Linked DNA regions of Sus scrofa: region 2 is linked to region 1. A link is a contact called in public HiChIP or PLAC-seq data. All regions are on one chromosome and are shown on one strand. Each heading gives the region's core, a stretch centred on a gene start, on an enhancer-like site or on the middle of the called end of the contact. The rest is flanking DNA. Distances are from core to core; before and after follow the strand shown. Region 1 holds the start of MID1IP1 (MID1 interacting protein 1). Region 2 has its middle 110 kb from the start of MID1IP1.

Evidence for each region. HiChIP or PLAC-seq counts read pairs in DNA pulled down with a chosen protein or histone mark.
Region 2: an H3K27ac HiChIP or PLAC-seq map of skeletal muscle shows a contact between it and region 1. The contact joins the enhancer-like site here to the promoter of MID1IP1 in region 1. A contact is called at or near these places in 1 of 5 promoter capture datasets (liver), 8 of 47 Hi-C or Micro-C datasets (embryonic fibroblasts, heart right ventricle, liver and 2 more) and 2 of 2 datasets of contacts at active chromatin or transcription factors (alveolar macrophages and skeletal muscle).

What each region holds. Positions count from the first base shown.
Region 1 is chrX:34,761,726-34,766,270 of Sscrofa11.1, reverse strand. MID1IP1 (MID1 interacting protein 1) reads right to left here and starts at 1,724. Exons shown (of 1, transcript NM_001256365.1): 1 at 1,176-1,724. The coding sequence starts at 1,724. The coding sequence ends at 1,176. It overlaps LOC106506941 (a long non-coding RNA gene), which reads left to right. Exons shown (of 3, transcript XR_002340636.1): 3 at 1-646.
Region 2 is chrX:34,868,441-34,873,426 of Sscrofa11.1, reverse strand. No RefSeq gene overlaps it. Among named protein-coding and RNA genes, the nearest start is that of MID1IP1, 110 kb to the right of the region's middle. Within about 2 kb of position 2,701, at least 3 of the 83 cell types and tissues checked have an H3K27ac peak or open chromatin away from gene starts, as enhancers often do. A contact at or near this core is called in skeletal muscle, where this site is marked.

The DNA.
Region 1 (4,545 bases), core at 475-2,974:
ATAAAAACCTTGGAAGTAAATCTTGTTGGTAGCTTCTTCCCAAATAAAACTGAACACTTAACAGGGATGATTATCCACCACTTTGAAATACCAGAGAAAAAGACTTTTGCTTAAAAAAAAAATTATTTTTATTTAACTACTAAGCCATCCATCCACTGGCAGATGAGAAAGCAATAAACTTGTCGAGTTTCGTTAACACATTTGCTCTTTTTTTATTTTTTAGAATATAGTCTACATCTGGATTAAAAAAGTTTTAAATAAATTTAAGACATATAACAACTGGAACCCTTCATCATTCCATATACAACACGGATAGAATGTCAGCTGGTTCCATTTCTGATAAGTCCACTTTCTCATAATAATGTTATTATTTTCACTGGCTGGGTGGCAAGCTTCGTACAAGCTGGCCCAGGGCCAGCTTACACACACCGGGGTGGGGGTAGCGTGGAAGGGATGGAGTAGGGGTGCCACAGGACAACTATACAGTGTAACAGAAAATCATTAATAAAGTAGTACCGGTTACCGACAGACAGTGCTGTTTGTGCGCATATCACAATGGAATCGCCGAAGTTTCAGAGCAAGGAGGAGATTCGAAATACTTAAGACAGGGCCACTGTTACCAAAAAAAAAAAAAAAAAAAAAAAAGTGCAAACAGGAAAACTGATGCAATCCTAGCAACGCTGCGGCCTCCACCAGCCCAACGGCAGGGCGGCGGGAGGCTGCGCGCCCGCCCCGCCTTCCCCAGCGCCCAGCTCCGGGCGGCGCTCCCAAGTGTAGCAACCCAGCGCCGCGCCCTGGAATGGCCCTTTTCTCGGCCCTTCTCCTCCGGAAAGAACAGAATAGAAACTCCAGGAAAGGCACAGACTGAAGGCAGGGCGTCAACTCAGTCCCATTCCCAACAGAGTAGAACACAGCCCCCTCACCACCACCTCTCTGCGGGAGAAGGAAGTCATTGGGCACACCCGCCCCCCGCCACGTTTTGCCATCACTTTCCTCTCCCAAAAGAAGCCCCTTCCTCCCTCTAGCTCCGCCGCGTCCTCTGCACGTACGCAGCCCCCCAACTTTGCAGTCCGCCCAGCGCGCCCTACAGCCAGAAAGAAAATAGACTTGAAAGGGAGAGGGTGAGAAATGGGGGGGCGGGGGGAAGGGTGCTGGGCAGCCGCGGGCGACCCGCCTCAGTGCCCCCAATTGCTGAAGCCGATTTCCTGCTTGTATCTGTTGGTGAGGATGTTGGCCTTGCGCGTGAGTTTGGAGAGCACGGTGTGCAGCCCGCGCAGGTGGTAGTGGAACTGCTGTTCTAGGTCCTCCTCGCCGGCGTCCGCGCCCTCCAGGTGGCTCAGATCCACCAGGATGTCCTTGGACTTCCAGGCGCTCCCCTCCTCGCTCCCCGTTGGCTGCGGCTGGTGCAGGACTCCCCACTCGATGTCGTGGCGGATGGACTTGAGCAGCACGTAGTGGCTATACATGTCCCGGGAGGGCGCGAAAAAGCTGCCGTTGGCGCTGCCCGGGCCGGGGGCCGGGGGCGTGCGCTCCTCCAGGCAGCCGCCACTGCCGCCTACCTCCACGCCGACGTCGTTGTCCAGCCCGGGCTCGGCCAGGGGCACGTCGCGCAGCAGGCTGGGCACCATCACCGTCTGGTCCATGTTGTTCACGGCGCCGATGAAGCGATTCATGGCGTTAAAGAGAGAGTGCTTCTGGTTGTAGGTGTCGCAAATTTGCATCATGGTGGCCGGGCGGGCGCCGAAGCACTGGGACGTATGGGCACCGGATGGCCGGCCGGGGCGAGGGGCTGCCCGCCTTCACGCGCTCTGAGGCCCGCGCCGGGAGGCCTGACTATGGCTACAGAGGGTGCGGCGGGATTCCGGGCTCCTCCTCCGCCCTCTCCAACTCTCGTCTCGCTCGCAGCCCGACCCTGCGGGATGCGCGACTTCTCCTGGCTTTGGCGTCCGGAAGCTCGCGATATCGGCGCGTGGTCCGTGGGTCGAGCCCTGGCCTGGCTGGGAGACCGAAACGGAAGAGACTATTATTCACTCGGCTAGTGTGCCCGGCGTCCCTGCCCGCGCGCACCTCCCTGCCCGGTTATTGCTCGACTGGGACGGCGCCCGGGTGGCTCCCCCCAGCAGGGCTGTCCCGCCTCCTAGCCCGCCCGGGGCCGCGAAAAGAAGGAAGGGGTGCTCCCCACTCCCATCTCCCTCCGAAAAGCCTGAGTCCAAGCGCCACGCTGACCGGACAGAGGTGGGGCGGGGGTACGCACCTCCTAGGGGTCCTCGAGCGCCTCTGCTGCTGGGTAGCTCAGTGTTCCCGCTTCTGGCGGCTGCTGCCTGCGGGTGCTGTTGCGGTCAGTGGCCGGACTGTGACTGCGGGCGGTGGTGGTGGCGTCGGCCCCCTACCCATCCCAGGTGCTCAATTTATAGAGCCCCAGGAAAGGTGTCACCGGCGCTCAGGGCCACCCCCCGTGTCTCCTCCTCCCGCCTCCCCGGCTGCGTCGAGATAAAAGGCCCGAGCTGGGGATGACCGCGAGTAACACTCTCCGGGCCCTTTCTACAGCGGGGGCGGGGCGCGCCGGGCCAGCTCCGCCTCTCGCCTGATACCCGGGTGGAGGGAGGGCGCTGAGGCAGGGCAGGGCAGGGCAGAGCAGGGCAGAGCGGAGGAGGGATGGAGCTGCCGCACCCAGCCAGCGCCGAGCGCAGAGCCGGCCAGCTTGGGGCGGAGGTGGGGGGGGAGGCACTGCGAGGTTAAAGACGGCGCCGCTGGAGTGCGGGGGGTCGGATGGGCCTTCTTCACGCTCCCCGGGTGGGATTAACAAATTTCAGGAGCCTAAATGAGGCCCCCAACCCTGCATCTATACTGGCGGTGGCCCGGAAACTACGGATCCGGTTTATTAATAGCCGTCGGGGAAGAGGGACCCACAGCAGCAGCAACTCCATCCTGAGACTCTTACGTAAGAAGGATGGCTGGGCATGCCGGATGCACGTGGACGCGTGGTGCTCCCGCGGTGGCCCTGGCCTTGGCCAGCTGCTGGGGGAGGGGAGCCTCGGAGGCTTTTGCCTCCCTCCTGGCGAGGTCTTTCTCAATCTTTCCTGTAACAACCTTTGCCAGGGATGAAGAGTGACCCACCATCGGAGCTGCACATTTTCCCAAGAGATCAGATGTGGCCATGGGGAGAAGTAGCCAAATTCCTGACTTTTGTCCAAGTCCCGGTACCCAGATCTCAGGCCCTGTGGCCTTTTAGCTGCCAAAGGGCCAGGAAAGAGTGACAGTATGTAGGCCCGGTGTTGGGTGTCTGTAGTCATTTAACAGAAAAGCGGGGAGGTATCCAATATTTTTTCTGGGGTGGGGGGGGACGGAGTTTTGAAACATTCCTTTCCAAAAATAGTTCTTAAAACGCAAGGTCATATAATGGGGCCTAAACTATTTACCATACCGCTGGATTTAACTTTTAGGAGTCTTTAAATTTCACTTTGAGATTTCAAACCACAGTCTGTTTTCATTTTTACTTTACCATCTCACTTCCCATGCTATGTCCTTCATCTACCAGTCTTCTCCAGAAGTCCTACAGATAATTCAAGCTTCTAATTTTGAAACTCGTTTTTCTAAAATCTTTCAGGGGTGCTTTTATTGCACTGTTTTCTCACAGGACAGAAAGTGTCAAAAGGGAGAAGCACATAATGAGAGGTTTATTTTTTCCCTCTTTCTTTCACCTTAATGATCTCTATTTTTTCCCATGGCAAATCATCTTCCTAATTATCTTTTGAATGAAAATCTGACTTGGTGTTACAAGGGCTAGACAGGAGTCAGTGACTCCTGGAGGCAGAGACCAGCCTTGGAGAGCCCCTCCTCTCAGGATTTATTAGCTCTGCCAGATCATAGCCCTTGTTTTCGTATCTGTAAAACTGGAATAAAGTTATCTGCTCAAACTATCAGGGTCTTTGGGAGAATCAATGTGAAGAAAAAAGTAGAGCAAAAAAAAATTAAATAAATTTCAAAAGCATTAAAATAATCTCACTCCTCTCTTTACACACATGGTGATATAGAAACTCTCCCAGCACCAGTTTCCTTATCAACAAAATGGAGCTTCTCCCATGGCCTGTGCCAAATTTTGGTTAAGGGCGAATAATTATAATAGATGTAAATATTATGTTAATTGTAAAGTATTTTATAAACACGAATGGTACTTGGTGTAGGACCTCTTCGTAGTCTAAAAGGTGTTTATGTGATGATCCACGGAGCCTTCCCCCTAGTGATTAGGCAAACGGAGAGTACAAAGTTAAGTCCAGCTTGATTTTAAGCCCTTATGTGCACTGACATCCGAAAAGCACTGCAAGAGGTAATCTCAAAGAAAACACAATCCAGTTTCCCAAGAACTGATTCTCTGTAATTTAAAACACATTTTGTCCCCCATGACAAACTCTCCTGATAGTTTAAGAACATAGGCCTCTGGATGAAAACTTAGTATTCAGATTTGGATTACTAAATACGAGGATCCTGCCTCTTCCCAATTTCAGCAAAGTGTGATAATAACTTGCAGAAAGAAAACAGAAATTC
Region 2 (4,986 bases), core at 1,452-3,951, 110 kb before region 1:
TTGTTACATTACTGAAGTGACTTTTAGAAAGCACCTAAGGATGGGGACTGGCTGCCAGGGGACTAGACCCTGGGTTTGGAGAGTTAGAACTTTCAGTTCCACCCCCTGGACCTCGGAGGAAGGGAAAAAGGCTGGAGATTTAAACACCAGTGCCTATGTAATGAGGTCCCCCAAACACCCAAAAGGACAAAGGTCAGAAGGCTTCCTAGATGATGACCACATGGAGATGTGGGGAGAGTGGTGAGCCCAGAGAAAGCATGGAAGCTTCTTGCTTTTTTCCCATACCTTGCCCTAAGCATCTCTTCCATCTGGCTATTCCTGAGTTACATCCTTTCATAATAAACCAGTGATCTAGTTAAGTGAAGTATTTTTTGAGTTCTGTGAGCCCTCTAGCAAATTAATTGAACCCAAGGAGAGGACTGTTACGAATCTCTGATTTAGAGCCAGTTATCAGAAGCACAGGTGACACCCTGAACTTGCAATTAATATCTGAAGTCGGGACAGTCTTGTCAGGCTGAGCCCTTAACCTGTGAAACCTACTGTAGGCTGTCCAGCTGGGGGTGGACAACTGCTTGGTGGTGTGTGTGTGTGGGGGGGGGGAAATGCATACATTGTAATTGATGCTAGAATCATCTTACCCATGCTCAGGGCCCTTGGCCTAATAACTCACCTTGATTCAGCTCCCTTCCCTCTCTCTATCTCTTGCTTCCCTTATTCCTGACTGAATTATTCCTGGAAACATTTGCTGGTAAATTGCTTTCCCAGGAATCCTCACTTCAGGGTTTACTTCTGGGACACTGGGGTCTGAGTAATCTTCAAAGAAGCAGCAACCTTGGTATGTCCTTGTGTGTGTGCATGTATGTTGGGTGGAGGTGAGAAAGCAAAACTCTCAGTCAGGGAGGAGTCTGAACCAAAGTCCCAAGTTGTGATGAATTCGGGAAACAGCAAGCAGTCCAGCTGGGCTGGAGCGCAGTGCAGAGATGGCAGGTCACAGGGAGATGTGAGACTGGAGTGGCCCATAAGGGATGGAGGTCATAAAAGAGTAAGTCACATTAAGAACTTATCTTCAGGGTAACAGTGAACCATTGAGAGGCTACAGTGAGGACACAGATCTGCTCTTTGGGAAGATTGCTGTGTTTGCAGTGGGAAGACCGTGTCTGAGAGGAGCAAAGCGGAGTCAGAGCAGTTCGGGGGCTGGTCCAGACATGCCGGTGGTTAACTGGAAAGAGATCATTGGAATGGAGCGGGAGAACATGGGTGCATTCAAGAGATGTTCCAAACAAGATTCAAGTTTTGATCAAGCGAGCGAGTGATTGCATAGGGATGGGTAAGGAAAGAGAGGAGGCAGAAATGATCCCCGGGTGGTCACAGGTCTGGGTCCCCCAGAATCAGACTCTCATTTGGGAACTGGAAAGCAGGAAGTTGATTAGAAAATGCTCTCAGTACTGACCCTTGTTGGCAGAAAGGGACAGAAACTGGACTGTAATGAAGTCTCCATAAAGGCTTCAGTCAACCTCATGGGGGGTCTGGAGCTGGGCGGGCCCTGCAGGAGCTGTCCTGAGTGGGGACAAGGGATCTAGGCCCCTGTCCACACCAGCCAGCCCCAGGATGGAAATAACCCCGGGGGATGGCGCAGAACCTCGGATGATGTGGCTCCCTTCAACTGAAGGCAATTCCTGGGGAGGGCTGACAGCTGAGCCATCAGCCAACAAGCTTCCCAGCGGCTGAGGAGGGAGGTCCTCCTGTCCTCACAGGGGGGCCGGGCAGCACAGCACAGCATCCACCACTGACCCTTAGGTGTGAGGTGCTTGTGAGGCTTTGCAGTGGCACCCAGTTTTTGGCGTCTGGATTTCAGGAGAGGATGAGCTGATCTTGAGGAAAGGGGTTATCAGCTCTGGGCCTCTTTAGGGTCTTAGACCCTTTTGAAAAGTTGATGAAGGCTCTTCTCGCATTCACAACTCCAAACAAAAATCTGCATAAAATTTCAGGAATTTGTCTTAGCTTGGGTCCACTCATAAGTAGAAACCTGGGACCAAGATTTGGATTCAAGCTGTTCATTTGGGAAGTGATCTCAGAAAACTGAGGGAGTAGAGAAATGAGCAGGGAAAGGAGAAAAGCCAATAAATGTACATTAATGGGCAGGTGGTCAGCTGGGGCTCAGTCTTGCCGGAGCCCCTCCGAGAAGCCCCGAGGAACATACCCTAGAATCGTCCCACCCACCCAGCCAGGCAGCTGAGGCATTTATCTGTCATCTCTCACTGGTTGAGGATCACCTTGGGGGCATGAACTCTCTGGCCTTTCCCGTCACCATTCTCTTCGCTTTCCCACCCCTGCAGGTCCCAAAACAACACGGTCCAGTGGCCAGAGAACGCCCTCTGGGCAGAGAGGTGCAGGTGCTTTCTTACTGTAGTAAGAAACCATCAGATTGCCAATAACGGCTTGAGAGTCCGAACGCACAGCAAGGGCACCCACAGCACCTGCCACTGGACTTGTATGTTCCTGGAGAAGAATTCTCGCCAGAGAGGACTGAGGAACACGGAGATGGCAGAAGACATAGCCAGTGAAGTAGGAACAAAATAATCAAAACAACGTGGTGCCGTGTCAACAGTCTGAAGTGATGGAGACGTCTAGGGTACACAGCTTCCTCCAGCTGGGGCCCCACGGGAGTCACAGAGGAACTTACTGCTGTCAGTGAGCCTGGTTTTTCTGCTGTAACTCGGAGTTCTCCAGTCCTGACACGGCCTTGCCCGGACAATTCAAGGACCAGATGGAAGGCTGGAGTGGCCAACTGTTGGAGAGCAGTTTGGGAAACTAGGGTGCAGCTCTCAGGGGGCTAGGATTGAAGGGGATATTTAATCATTCACGAGTTCAGACTGGCAAGTATATAGAGAGGGCCAAGCCACTCGCCTCTGTGCCACAAGAATGCCTCAATTAAATGCCATTCAGTCAGAAGAGGCAGAAAGAAAAACAAACCTTTTGGCTGTAATTTCGCACTGGGTTTTTTTCATGTAAATCAAGGGGTGCGAATGGCCTGTTCCATCAGCCCTAAGTGTCAAAAGCGCAGAAGTCTGCAGCTGTCGGTCTGCAGTGTTACCCAGTGACCATTTAAACAGCCTATCAAGTTCCTCTCGGAAAACAAGGTTCTGAGTCCCAGTTCCGAGTTGAACCACTTGAAATGTTTGATGGCAGTGGAGCCAAGAAGTCTCAAAAGCGGTCTTACAAAGGGAGCGTTTCCTCAAGGTTGAGCTCTACTGGTTTTTGTAGTTGTAGTTGCGGCTGCCGGGGTTTGAGTTTTCTTGCTCCTCAGAACACCTCCTCGCTACAAACAAACTGCCCTTGAACAAAGTGCTGTCGACCGAGGGAACAAGACGCAGTGTACACAAAGCTAAGGAAAGGTTAAGAGGAACTTGGTAACCTTGGGAGAGTCTGGAAATGAGCGACGCTAACAACGGGCCCTGCACACGGTGGGCGCTCGGTCAGCAACTGTGCCTTGGCACTGGCGGCGGCAGCTGCTGTTCTGCAGGGAAACCTGCTGTGATCATTTCCTCCCACTTGGGAGAGACGATACAACTCTGTTTATTCATATCCTCAGGAGATTATAAAACCCTTGAATGCAGAGATTGGAACCCTCTACGCCCACCCCCACCAAATACCCCCGTGTTGACGGAATCACATATACACATATTCCAAACAATTCCACAGTGCTCACATCACCGTGTGCTCCCTAGATGATTTGGTTGATCATTCTGCAAAGATCTGGGTAAAACAAGGAGGAAATCACAGCTTAAAAGGGCAGAGCTCCTGCATTATTCTCCTGCCTTTCCACTGCTGAGTGATCTTGAATGAATTGCTAAATTCCTCTGAGTTACAGTTTTCCCAACCAGAAAATGGATAAATCACCCCCTGTTTACAAAGTGCCCTGGTAAGACAAGTGGAAATACAATCAAAAGTTTATCAAGTGAGTTCTCTCAACTAGAATAAAAATTAGACCATGACATTTTGGATAAGACTCAATATTTTGTTAGTCAAATTCCATCAAAATTATACTTAGGTGCATTAACTTAATTTAAGAACTAGTGGAAAATTATATTACTATTTGACACATTACTGCTCTGCATAATTATTCAATCAGAGCTCCCCTGAAACAAATTAATGCTGATGCAACCCAATCTTTTTTTATTTTGAAAGAGTTTAAGAATACAGAAAAGCATGAAGAATATAATGAGCACCCATACATCCAACTTTTGGGAGACTCACATTTTGCTATACTTTCTTCAGAAATAATACATTAAAGATCCAGTGGAAGTTCCCTGCATATCCCTTTCTCAGCCCATTCCTTTCCCTCTTTAACCAGGGATAAGGACTTAAAGCTGATGTGATTGACGCTGCGTGTTGCATGCCCTCAGCCTACCTCTGGCTTCAGCCCTCAGCCATACTGGCAGTACCCCACCTCCAGGGCCCAACTCTTGTCTGTGTCTCTTTACTCCAAGCCTTTCCTCCAAATCCTCAAAGAGTGCACTCAACCCTCATGGGCACATCACCAATGCAAGGAGCACCCCCAGGAGCAACATCAACCCATGGGGACAGAGCCTTGTATAAATGCCCTTAGGACAGATGATTCTTAGGGATCTCATGGGACTGAGCCCTGTTCCCTAAAGCAGGGACCTCATTAACATACCCTTTCCTGGCTTTCCCCCTTCTCTTGGCTCATTCTCCCTGCTCCTTCATACCTACTCCCTGGGATGGCCCCTTGATAAATGCCCTGCACCCAAGTCCTGGTCTCAGTCTCTGCTGGAAGGGATGACAAACTAAGACAAGGCTCTCTGGTAATTTTCTACTGCTTTCAGGCAGGTATGGTTCTATCACTCACGTGCCTGCATGCATTCAGGGACAATATATAGCTTTTCTGCAGGTTTTTGAACTCTATATAAATAGTATCATACTATACTTGTTTTTTGTACTTGTGACTTACCTATGCATTTTGCT